4 separate regions of the Mus musculus genome follow, and regions 1, 3 and 4 are each linked to region 2. The links are chromatin contacts, called in public Micro-C and promoter capture Hi-C maps. All regions are on one chromosome and are shown on one strand. The core of a region is the stretch at or near the end of the contact, and the rest is flanking DNA. Distances in the headings are between cores, read along the strand shown.

Region 1 (2,707 bases), core at 207-2,706, 1.4 Mb after region 2:
GAATGGGTTGGAAATACACGCTGGAAAAGGGGTAGAATCATCCAGGTGTTCAGGGGCACATAGGCAACAGTAGGTAAGGGAAGAACTTTACATATATAAGATTAAATCTCATGTCTGGTAATAAAGAATGTTGCTGGCTCACGAGGGTCTGTAGTTTTAGTTTTAGGGGATTCAAAACCCTCTATTGACCTCCTCAGACACCAGGCATATACATGCTACATGTACATACATGCAGGCCAATACTCACATACACACATAAAAATAATAAATATTTTTTTAAACGAATATTGCTGACTTTCACCAGGTTTCGGGAAGATATCCTGGACCCGTTGGCCTTTCCCGGGCACCAAGAATATCTTTGTCACTCAACGGTGACAAATGACATTGGTCATGCTGCTGAGGTGACTCATGGCGGGGCTTCTCTGCAGTTTACACTAAGCGATGACTCCCAGTGGGAGAAGGTTTCACAGAAACACCAACCTTGTGATTAGAGTTGGAGCTTTGAGTCAGGAGACACCTGCTCCAACCTCAGGGTAGGGAAGGGAAGCTAAGATTTGGTTTAACAAACTCTGGGCATCTGCTTCAGTGCTTTTCAATAAGTGACAGAACTCTACATATTATTCCACACTGATATCCCAGGATGCATCCTGATTCCACTGAAAGAAAGCCCTGGAAACTTTGCATTTAGAGTTCTCCTCCTCAGCCTTCTCTCGGCTGGTTGTGATTTATATCTCTTTTTTTCCTGTAGTAAAAACAAAGTTCCAAAATGACACAGCTCTTCTCGGAGTTCTGTTCACGGTGCTAGTGAGTTGTTGCACCTCAATGGGTTGTGGGAACCCCTGTACCCAAGTCCAGGTGGTTAGAAGTAAGGGTGGCCCCAACACCTTTGAATGGAAGGCTGGTGTCTGTGGTGTGCACTGTGGGTGCCGGAGCCCTTACCGGGAAGTCTATCCAAACTCTAGTCGAGAGCACTGTCAGTGTCCTTCTCTTGGCCTGTGAGGTTTCTGACAAGATTCATGGAAAGTTATACATCTATAACTGATAGAGGAGAAAGCCTACAAGCAGTCATTGGTTGTCTGCTAGTAAGAGACTCCTGGGTGAAGGGTTCATTCTCTGCTCATGTCCCCATAATTTTCTCCATCTTTCTATCCTGCTTCAGGCTCAGGAGCTGGTGATTTATTTATTTTATTGTGTGTGTTTAGCGTGTGCACGTGTATTAGTTAAAACACCACGACCAAGGCAATTTATAGAAGAGAGTGTATTTCGGCTTATGGTTCTGTAGAGATAAGGAGTCCATGATGGCAGAACACAGGCATGGCGGCTGGAGTGGGTCGGACCTTCTAACTGCACCACGGACCAGGAAATAGTCTTTAAAGTCTCCAATCCCCCTACAGTGATGCATCTCCTCCAACAAAGCCACACCTCCAATCATCCCGAAACACCACCACCGTCTGGCGACTAAGCGTTCAAATGCACAAGTTGATGGGAGACATTTCTTATTCAAACCACCAGAGCGACTGTGTGTGAGGCCTGACCTTGGTGTCCGGTGACCTCTGTGATCACTTTATTTATTGAGATAAAGTCTCTCACTGAACCTAGAGCTCACCAACCAGATCACTGTAGTTAAAGAGCTTCCCAAAGCACCCCTTGTCTCTGCCTTTTAAGTTCTGAGATTACTAGGGGCCCGCCGTACCTGCCTGTTTCTTACACGGGTTCTGGGAATCCTTGACAAGTGCTTTATCCGTCTTCTAAGCCCCCTCTGTAGTATATTTTTTAAAGGGCTAATAATTTGTTGACATTAGAGTCTAAGTTTTATGTGTAATCTCCCAAGAAGCTGTGTCTAAAGGCCAATACAAATTGGGACTATTTCTCTTTTAAAAAATCTCAATAATGACGCTATTGCTACACCTGCCCGTGACCAGGAACTGCATCCGATGCCCGTGCCCAACAAAGCTTTCTTTATGATATCTTGGATACATAGAGAGCACACAGCCCAGGGCACCAGGACTCCACTCAAAGGCACATCCCTGTGTGTTAGGAAGACAGACCAGAGGACTTCCAACTAGCCCCTACCTCCTAAAGACTCCTCCATTTCCTCCCATTGCCACGGGGCAGGAACCAGGCTTCGAACACACAGCCTTTAGGGAACACTGGATCAAACTTATCAGTACTCTTCTGAGACATTGACTATGTGAATGAGCCCAGGCCTTCAGATTATATGAAGTATTTACTGGTGAAATTCGCTGTTGACGCAGCCACTGGTACTTAGAGTATTCCAGGACAGCAAGCGCTGCCCAGGAGTTGATGTGATGGACATGGAGGTGCGGGAGGGAGGCAAGGCTGTCACAAAACGCATGCTCTTTATTTTAAAAACACGCACAGGGGCATTCATCTGTTTCCAAAATTCAATCTTCTGTGCTGACAGCATTTTCCCATCCCTAGCTCCCGGTGTAGGATAATGTGTTTGTACCTGGCAAGGACTGCGCAGATAGTAGAGAATGTAGCATAGTGAGGTATGTGCAATGTCTGTGTGATGACTCATAGCTATGAGTTAGATTTAACTTAAGTAGTGCATTCATCCTTTGTTGCCACAATTTGCCGATACTTGCTGAATAGCACATAGACCCTAACTCTGTAACACCGCTCCCGGATAAACATTTGGAGGGGCGGTAAATGTAACGGGGGGTGGGGGGAGGCTGTGACTGTT
Region 2 (2,700 bases), core at 50-2,549:
TCCCAGCCCCCGCTCCTGAGCTGAGCAGCCGCCGGGCTATTCAAAGCTGCGTTTCCAGCTCGGTCCAGCGCTTTCATCATGAATGCATGAATGAATGGGATGCTCATAGCCTGCACAGCTCACGGCTCTGCACAATGCCCAAACACACATTTTTCCCACGAGGGCATTTCGAGTTCGGCCTCCTACTTTTAACCTGTGCTCCTGGAGAGCAATCTGTGGGAACACACTCAATGTCACTTGTTGCATACATTGAGACGTTTTCGACAAACATTTGTGACCACCTAGCAGGGGCTTGCAGATAACTCTGGGTGGCATGGTATATTCTCTGTCCCTCCACCTCCCATCTCCAGTGCCCACTGAAAATTCACTTTGGGTTGGCTTCTGTTCTCAACCTTGTAAAGAAAGCTACTGATTCCAAGGAGAGCCGACACACTCACTGTCCGACCTTTCTAGCCCCTTACGCCATAATTTATAGTGCACATAATTTAAACACGCGTGGGGAGTCTATTTGCTCACTTTACAGAGTACACAAAGAGCACACTTTAGAGAACACATTTGTGTCCTGGACGCCATATGCGGGTCCCAGTTGCCCAGGACAGCTGACCTTGGAACCCCTTCTCCATCAGTCTTTTCCCGCTAGACCACCCTGGATGCTAGTGCCCCAGAGGAGCCGGCCTTTCTCCTTCCATGGTCTCTCTCTGCAACACAGGACAATGAAGTGAATGCCAGAGAACTCCGTTCCCATTCATTGCGGGAGCGCTGCATACAATCAACCAACCCGGCGGTCTCCGGCCAGTCCGCAGCCACTCAGGCGTTGGGTACGGAGTCAGTGTCCCTTCTCACGTGCCGGACACGCCACTCTCGCCACCCACTGTACTCCTGGATCTCAAGGTCCCACTAAGCTAGAAAGCAGGTGACCCCTAGAGTCAGAGGAAACCAGAGCCTAGAGCTCCAGGGAGCAGCCAGCGTCCTCAGGGAGGCGGCTTCCGCTGGAGTCCCTGCAGCCCCGTGCGGCCCGCAGCAGGTCCGCGCTGCGCCAGGGTGCGTGCGCCCATCCACAGCCCCGAGCGCCGCGCTTTGTCCCCTGCGCCCGCACGCTCCCGCTCGCCAGTCGGAGGGTCAGCGGTGTTCCCGCCGCGGAGCTCACCTCTCTGCTGGCTCCGCACGGTGACCCAGAGCACCGAGGCCAGGAGCACCAGGAGCGCGGCTCCCGTGCCGCTGCCGCGCATGTTGTCGCCGCCGCTCCCTGCGCTCCTGGGGAAGGTCTCGCCCGTGCTCGCTCACAGGCACTGCGCGAGTGTGCTCTTCCCAGCTCGACCCTGGCCTGGTGCGCAGGCCCTTCGGACACACCCCCGCCTGCCTGGCCGCGCCCCGCCCCTGTCCTACCCAGGACCTCCCCCAAAGGCGCCCCGCTGCGCCCAGGTCTGTCCTCCAGGGGGAGCCCCGCCGTGCGGAGTCCTTCCTAGGGGTCTCTTCCCAAGGGGATCTGTTCTGCCCCTGGTGGTGGTGGCGGGGTGCCTCTCCTGGGTGGTACTCTGACCCTCCACTCCAGTTGGGGTGAGCATTCAGGGTCCAATAGGGAGGAAGGTGGAGAGACAGGGGCCGGGGAGAAGCAGGTTTCTGTTAAGCCTGGCCCTGGAGGGTGGATTCCAAGAAAGTATTTGCCCTGTTGACCCTTTTCTGCCTGTTGGAACTGTGCAGTCTTGGCCAATCCCCAGCTGTAGAAATATAGTCAGGTCACAGTCCATTCTTGCGGGACCCTATATCCTGTCTGTTCCTGCACAGGACACTCTCAGTGGTTTTGGTTTGGGTGGCTGTGTTTTCATTTTGTTTGTTTGCCAGCCCCCTTCAGAAAATGGGTAGCTTTTTTGCCTAGGGAAAGCTCAGACGGTTGCTGGGACTTAAGTATAAGGGTAGTCTCCAAGTCTCAACGCTCATTTTGGAAAAACTCGTTTTAAACCTGAGAAAGTTTTAGTTTAGTTTCCTCGCAAACGTATTCATAACGCATTTCCACACTATGCACAGACACCATGACGTTTCCCACGATGCCCTGTGCCGTTTTCTCTTTCATAGGAGGAGGTCATTTTTGTTCAGTTTGTCTAAATCACTTTGAAAACTCTACCAATTCCCGGTTTCTCTAAGCACAGGTCCTTAACCACGTAATGAGTAAATTCTAATGAGAATAGTTGGCTATTATTTGTTAACAGGAAGTACAAAACAAACCTGTACCGTTTGGCCCTTTAAACAGGTACGGGGGGGGGGGGCTGCAGAGAGGGTTTAGGGGCTTAGAGCACGTGCTGTTCTTGCAGAGATCAGGGCTCAATTCAGGCTCACAAGCTTCTGTAACTCTAGTTCCAAGGATACAACACCCTCTCTTGACCTCTGCGTGCACTGAGTATGCATGTGGTGGGTAGTTAGCACAGGCGAAATTATCACACACACGGGGAAAAATCCACTGTGGCTCAGTAATGCCACTCAACACATCACTAAAGGTTAAAGTCAGATGTTCTTAACTACTTAAATATTAAAATGAATACCTAGATGGCAAGTGAGTGATGAGGGGTAAAGTAAGCATCTAAAAATAATTACTCAAGCGTTAAACATTTAGAACATCACAAATGTTTTTGCATCTAAATAACTGCCTTGCTTATATATTAGATACATGCATAGGGCATCGTAAAGAACATTCATTCATGTCTG
Region 3 (2,700 bases), core at 160-2,659, 1.2 Mb after region 2:
AAAGTCAGCCACCTTTCTTTATATAGTTATCTGTGATGACTTTGTTCACATTCATTCATTCATTCGTCCCTGTAATACTGGCTTTCTGGTATGTGCCAAAGTGCTGAAGCATCCTGGAGTAACCTTGATAATTGGCTTAAAGACGCAAACAAGCATGGAACCCGAGTCCTGTGGATTTCTTTCCAAACTCCCCCATTTAAGACATCCACTATTCTGGTACATTATAGACCTGCCTATGGGGGAAGAGATACTATTTTGGATGCCAGGGTCTTTAACCTTACAAGTTATGCAGAGTCACCTGCCTACTAGGAACAGTTGAATACCTTGCATTTATATCATCCTTTGGAGTCTGCAACAGGGTGTATGGCTTATTGTTTTGTTGTTCTTTTGTATTGACGTTTTTGCAACAGTGATAGATGAAAAGAGTCTTTTCATTCATTCCCATGTGAGCCTCTAGGTTCCATCCCCAGTACCGCCAAGAAAAAAAGAACGATAATTTAGAATAGGCTATAACATTTTTAAAAATCCAATTGGGATTACTTTTGCAAAATAATGTGATTTCTTCAACTGTGCATCCATGGCAAAACAAACGCATGCGCTATGTATTAGTAAACTTAGCTCTAAATACGGCTGAAATTTGGTGAGTAATGTGATCATTCTTCGCAAGCATGCCAGCTCCTATCATGTTTAGAACCCTGTGTTCCGAGGTGCTCAAGTTCACGCAAAGGAATTTGCTAAATAAATCCCTGGCAAGCTTCTGTAGCCGTAAATACTTTCAAGTAGAAATGGCAAAATAACACACCCAAGTCAGTACCTAAACCTTCGGAGTTTAGGTCGCTTGTCATCTGAGTTTTTACCTGCTGGCTTCCCCTAAGGTGCATGTCACTCACTGAATTTTACGAACTGTAAGTCTGAGGAAGACTTTTAAGATCCATTTAAGATAGCTGATTCCTCGGGGCCCCACAGGAAAAGTGCACGCAGAGGTGCGGCCCTGCCAGGGTACGTGGGCTTCCTCCAAAGTGGCGTTCACACCCTAACCCCGCGTGGGCCAGACCGAGACCCCCAGCACCCAAACACCCTAAATTCTGGAAGATGATCACAGGCTATATGCACTTTGAGACACGTTTGGGACGGGCTGCTAAAAAGAAGTGTGTGGTTCTTGGGAACGGTGCACGATGAGGATAAACCACGAGTGAAAGTGCGCCGAGTGGGGAGGGCCGAGGGAACAGGGGTGACGGAGAGCGACCCACACATAACATACACCCCACGGAGCGGAGCGCACGGCTCGGTCCTCCGACCGACAGGGGGCGGGCTCCAGTCCCGCGTGGCGCCGCGCCTGCGCTTCCTGCCCCTCCCGGTCCGGGATGCTGCTACCGCTGCTGCGGAGAAGCTGCTTCCCTTCCTCTACTCCCGGCGGCGGCGGCGGCGGCGGTAGCGCGGAGCGGGTGGAGGGTGCGCGGGGGCCCGGGGCGCGCGGACGGCGGCCCGAGCGCGAGCCGTATGCGTGCATGGATCCCAGCGCCGCGCTGCACCGGCGGCCCGCGGGCGGCAGCCTGGGCGCGGTCTCCCCGGCGCTGTCGGGCGGCCAGGCCCGCCGGAGGAAGCAGCCCCCCAGGCCGGCCGACTTCAAGCTGCAGGTCATCATCATCGGCTCCCGCGGCGTGGGCAAGACCAGCCTGATGGAGCGCTTCACCGACGACACGTTCTGCGAGGCCTGCAAGTCCACCGTGGGTACGCCGGGCCTGTGGCGGGTGGGCCTGGGGGAGGTCGGGGCCCGGTCCCTGTCCCCATGGAAGCTCTGACCCTCTCCCAGGGCCTCAACGAATCATCCTACGGATGCCCGGGCATACCCGCCGTGGGCACATCTGGCATCCGAGCCGCGCACAGCCCAGGTCTCCGTGGAAGCCCGACCCTCTCTTGTGGCCAGACCGAGCTTTTCCGTGGCCTTTCCGCGGGTGTCGGACCCCCGAAGCCCAAACATTCCCTCCCGGAGCCTTCACCAGTCATGAGGTCCGGGTGATGCATCCGCGGAAACTCCCGGTCCGTTACTCCTGCTCACCCAGGAAAACGGCTTTGTGAACCGAAAGTAGAGCTGAAGGCCACCCACCAGTGCAGTGCCCCGGGGTTACTCACCATCTTAAATGGGTCCGGACCTCGCAGCTTTGCAGGCTGGAGGGATGGACCAAGGTTTGCTTTCTCATTTTCTGTCTATTTTCGTGGTTTACAGAAAAGAAGTTTGTTGCAGAGACAGTTCGCGCTAAAGCTACACTCGGGTTTCTTTCTTGTTCTGTGCACAAATGTAGGGCAAAGGGATTTCAGCTGTGTTTATCCTTGACCTCAAATAACCGGGTGGATAGGCGGGCAAAGTAAGGGCGATTTCCCGGCACCCACCCGAGGTCGGTGAATTACCGGGAAATCCATAGGTAACGCTCCTGTTACCTTCCTCGGGATCTGGGTTTGAAACTGCAAGGGAATGTTTTTAGTGACACTGGATTGACAGGGCTTGACATAGAGGTTTGTTGGGGTTATGGGAAACAGTTGTGACCATGGAAAAGCTACCTGGAAAACTCTCATTTGGGGTGGCTTATAGAAAAAGGGGGTGAGCAGGAGGGACTGGACAGAGTGACAAAAAATCTAGCGTTCTCCCTGAATCCTAGCCCCAAGGAGAGGAAGGTGGATCTCTGATTTCGAGGCCAGCCT
Region 4 (2,722 bases), core at 63-2,562, 1.7 Mb before region 2:
CGGCTGCAGGAACACACATACCCAACAGCTAAAGAGTGGAGAAATAAGCATGCCACTTTGTCTACTACACAATTACAAACTTGTCTCCAAGACTGCCATGGAGAAATCTTACATTTTTCTCCCTCCATCCCCGGATGCAGGTTCAAAGAATTTTCTTTCGTTCTTAACTCTCACCCAAAGAACTCCACATCCTGCAGCCCAACAGGCTTTGAAGAACAAAAATTTCCTCTACTGACCACCAATCCCACAAGTGCAGTAGAAGCAGGTGGCCGTGTTACAATACAGTCCTACACAATGACTTTGTCCGAGATTCCACCAAAGGGTCGACATCCTGAGAACCCATAACAAGTTCATACTATAGGAATCACAGGGCTCTGAGTTAGCAGGCTTTCCCATGTGCACGGAGTGAGGGCTGGTAAGATAGTTTCTAAGGATGCTCCCTCCAGTCTTCACCTCAGCCTTCCTGGGTTCTAGATGCACCCTGGGCCGGCAGTCAGCCTAAGGGAAGGCATTCCCTGCAGAAATTCCCTCCGTGGCACTTCTGAGGTCATGGACTTGGGAGAAGAGTGGCCCTATGGTAGCTATGGCAACATATCAGCGTGCGTACGCCTTCTCGATTCTGGTGAGTGTGTAATTCTTTTTCAAAGGAGGTCACAGGGCAATCGGCTCGGTTTTTTTTTCCCCCTATAGAGATGTTCCCATTGCTAAGTTCAAATGAGTCAAACCTGAAGATAACCATTGCCAGTATGTGTGTAAGTAGGTGTAGGACAAGACATAGCCCAACACCTATAATACTATAAAGCAGCTCCTTGCTAGCAGCTCCCCAAATCGCGGGAGCGTTAAGGCGTCCTCACCGAGCACAGAGCCAGGCTTTCCCAAAGCAAACTTACATAAGCAGCCGCAGCCGCCTCCTTATTCCGGAGCAGCTGCGACAATGGCGGCCACACCACTTCCCTGTTGCGACCGCACAACTTGGGAGTGGGGAATCCGGGGCCCCGCGAAAGACATGGGGCGCAGTCCGCGCGTGGGGAGCCCACATTCGCATTTCGCAGCCAATGAGCCGCCGGATGCAGCGAGCCCTCAGCATTCTCTCCTAAACAAAAGCTCCCCTGAGCTGTGCCCGCCAGCGACGGGCCACCTTCCCTTCCACCATCCTCCACTTCTCCAGGTCGCGGCGCGGGCGCGAGGCTCTCTTCCTTGGCCCGCAGCAGCCCCGGCGGCGCGACGAGCTCGGGAGCGGGCATGCGGCCGGTTCCGCAGCCCCGCGCCGCGCCGCGCCCTGCTCCGCCCGCGAGCCCCGAGCTCGCGCCCCGCGCACTCCGCGGCCTGCGCGTCTGGTCCTCCCGCGCCCTCCCGCGGCCAAGGGCGGGGGCGGCGCGCGGCCGGCTCCCCGGAGCTCGGCGGACGCAGGCGGGGGAGCGTGCGCGGGGGGTCCCGTCGGCTCCGGGGGAAACCACAGCTGCGAGGGGCGGCGCCCCGCGGGCCGCGCTCGGGCCCGGCTCGGCCGTCCCCACCCCCACCGCGGTGCACTGCGGCGCGGAGAGCCAGGCGGCCATGAACTCGGCCGCGGAGAGAGAGCGCGCGCGCGGGGCCGCCGCCTGGCCTCTTCCCCACCCGCTCGCTGGCCTGCGCAGCCACCGGGGACGCCCGGCCCCCCACGCCCAACCGCGGCCCACGCCCCGATCCCGCTCGCACCGCGCTGCGCCGCCACATCCTGCAGCTGGCTGCTGCCCCGGAGCTCGGCGGGAACGCGCCTCCTCGCAGCCGCCCCGGCCGCGCCCGCCGCCGGCTGCCCCCGCGTCCCCGCGCCCGTCCCCGGCCCTTCCAGCACCCGGCCCGCGCTTACCTGCAGCTTGGCACCGCTACAGACGCTCGCTGTCGCTGTGGGCTCCCTCGCTCGGCAGCGCGCAAGCCAGGGACGGGATGGACGCGGGGGCACGGTGGGTGGCAGTGTTTTGGATTTTTTTTTAATTTTTTTTTTTCTGAGTTTGGGGAGGGGGTGGGGTAGGGGGGGAATCGTGCACGTCCCTGGTGGTGGCAGCCCTCCTCCTGCACGAGCACACACTAGCCAACCCGCCGCGAACACCCCCACCACCCCCCTCCCCGTGCATGCGCGGTGCGGGCTCCGGGGTAGTGGGGGGGAGAGAAGGCGCGCCGCCGCTTGCGCAGGCACGGAACTGGCTGGGGCCTCCCTCGTGAGCGAGCGAGGAAAGGGTTAATCTGGGACCTGACGGGTGGTTGCTTTCCCTGGGTCTACGGGGCCGCCCGCGGAGAGCCCTGGCCTGCGCACGCGCGCGCACGCGCGCGGCAAGGGGCGCGCGGAGCCCGCGCGCGGGAGAAGGGGGTGGGCGGGGTCGGGGCGGGGCTTCTGCCGGCCAGGGGAGCGAATGCACGAGCTCCTTTCTCGAGCACCCGCCCCCTCCTGGAGCTCCCGACTCCAGGGCTCCCGCCGGCGCCCGGCCTCGGCACTGCGTCGGGAACGCGGGGAGCCTGCGCTCCCGTGCGTGTGCGTGTGCATGTGCGTGGGCCATGTCTGCCCCTGGGCGCGCACGGTTCGGGCGCTGAGCTCGGCCTGGCTTTTGGGCAGGTGTCCCGGTGCACCGTCTGTCTCCCCTGTACCGTCTCGACCGAATATCCAGGCTCATGGCTTGGTTCGTGCCACTGAGGCATTGTTTATGGGGAGCAGGCATTTGCAGAGCAAATGAAGTGCCATTTTTGATTT

What was found. Promoter capture Hi-C pulls out the DNA fragments that hold promoters and counts their contacts. A called contact is a pair of places that touch in the nucleus more often than the background predicts.
Region 1: a Micro-C map of embryonic stem cells shows a contact between it and region 2, with 5 times the contacts expected there. The contact joins the enhancer-like site here to the promoter of Lama1 in region 2. A contact is called at or near these places in 1 of 39 promoter capture datasets (liver), 1 of 484 Hi-C or Micro-C datasets (embryonic stem cells), 2 of 115 datasets of contacts at active chromatin or transcription factors (astrocytes and embryonic stem cells) and 1 of 9 other capture datasets (embryonic stem cells).
Region 3: a promoter capture Hi-C map of embryonic stem cells shows a contact between it and region 2, with 8 times the contacts expected there. The contact joins the promoter of Rab12 here to the promoter of Lama1 in region 2. A contact is called at or near these places in 4 of 39 promoter capture datasets (cranial neural crest, embryonic stem cells, hippocampal neurons and 1 more), 1 of 15 datasets of contacts at CTCF or cohesin (embryonic stem cells), 1 of 484 Hi-C or Micro-C datasets (embryonic stem cells), 11 of 115 datasets of contacts at active chromatin or transcription factors (astrocytes, differentiating embryonic stem cells, embryonic forebrain and 6 more) and 2 of 9 other capture datasets (adipose tissue and embryonic stem cells).
Region 4: a contact with region 2 is called in a Micro-C map of embryonic stem cells, with 12 times the contacts expected there. The contact joins the promoter of Zbtb14 here to the promoter of Lama1 in region 2. A contact is called at or near these places in 1 of 39 promoter capture datasets (hippocampal neurons), 1 of 484 Hi-C or Micro-C datasets (embryonic stem cells) and 1 of 115 datasets of contacts at active chromatin or transcription factors (astrocytes).

Annotation. Positions count from the first base shown.
Region 1 is chr17:66,284,235-66,286,941 of GRCm38.p6, reverse strand. No RefSeq gene overlaps it. Among named protein-coding and RNA genes, the nearest start is that of Gm20742, 93 kb to the right of the region's middle. Within about 2 kb of position 1,456, at least 8 of the 459 cell types and tissues checked have an H3K27ac peak or open chromatin away from gene starts, as enhancers often do. A contact at or near this core is called in embryonic stem cells, where this site is marked.
Region 2 is chr17:67,695,864-67,698,563 of GRCm38.p6, reverse strand. Lama1 (laminin, alpha 1) reads right to left here and starts at 1,299. Exons shown (of 63, transcript NM_008480.2): 1 at 1,148-1,299. The coding sequence starts at 1,229.
Region 3 is chr17:66,518,379-66,521,078 of GRCm38.p6, reverse strand. It overlaps Rab12 (RAB12, member RAS oncogene family), which reads left to right and starts at 1,409. Exons shown (of 6, transcript NM_024448.2): 1 at 1,409-1,731. The coding sequence starts at 1,509. Gm41608 (a long non-coding RNA gene) reads right to left here. Exons shown (of 3, transcript XR_876914.3): 1 at 2,134-2,700.
Region 4 is chr17:69,382,394-69,385,115 of GRCm38.p6, reverse strand. Zbtb14 (zinc finger and BTB domain containing 14) reads right to left here and starts at 1,312. Exons shown (of 3, transcript NM_009547.3): 1 at 891-1,312. It overlaps Gm49894 (transcription initiation factor TFIID subunit 4-like), which reads left to right and starts at 935. Exons shown (of 3, transcript XM_030250167.1): 1 at 935-1,016; 2 at 1,105-1,940. The coding sequence starts at 935.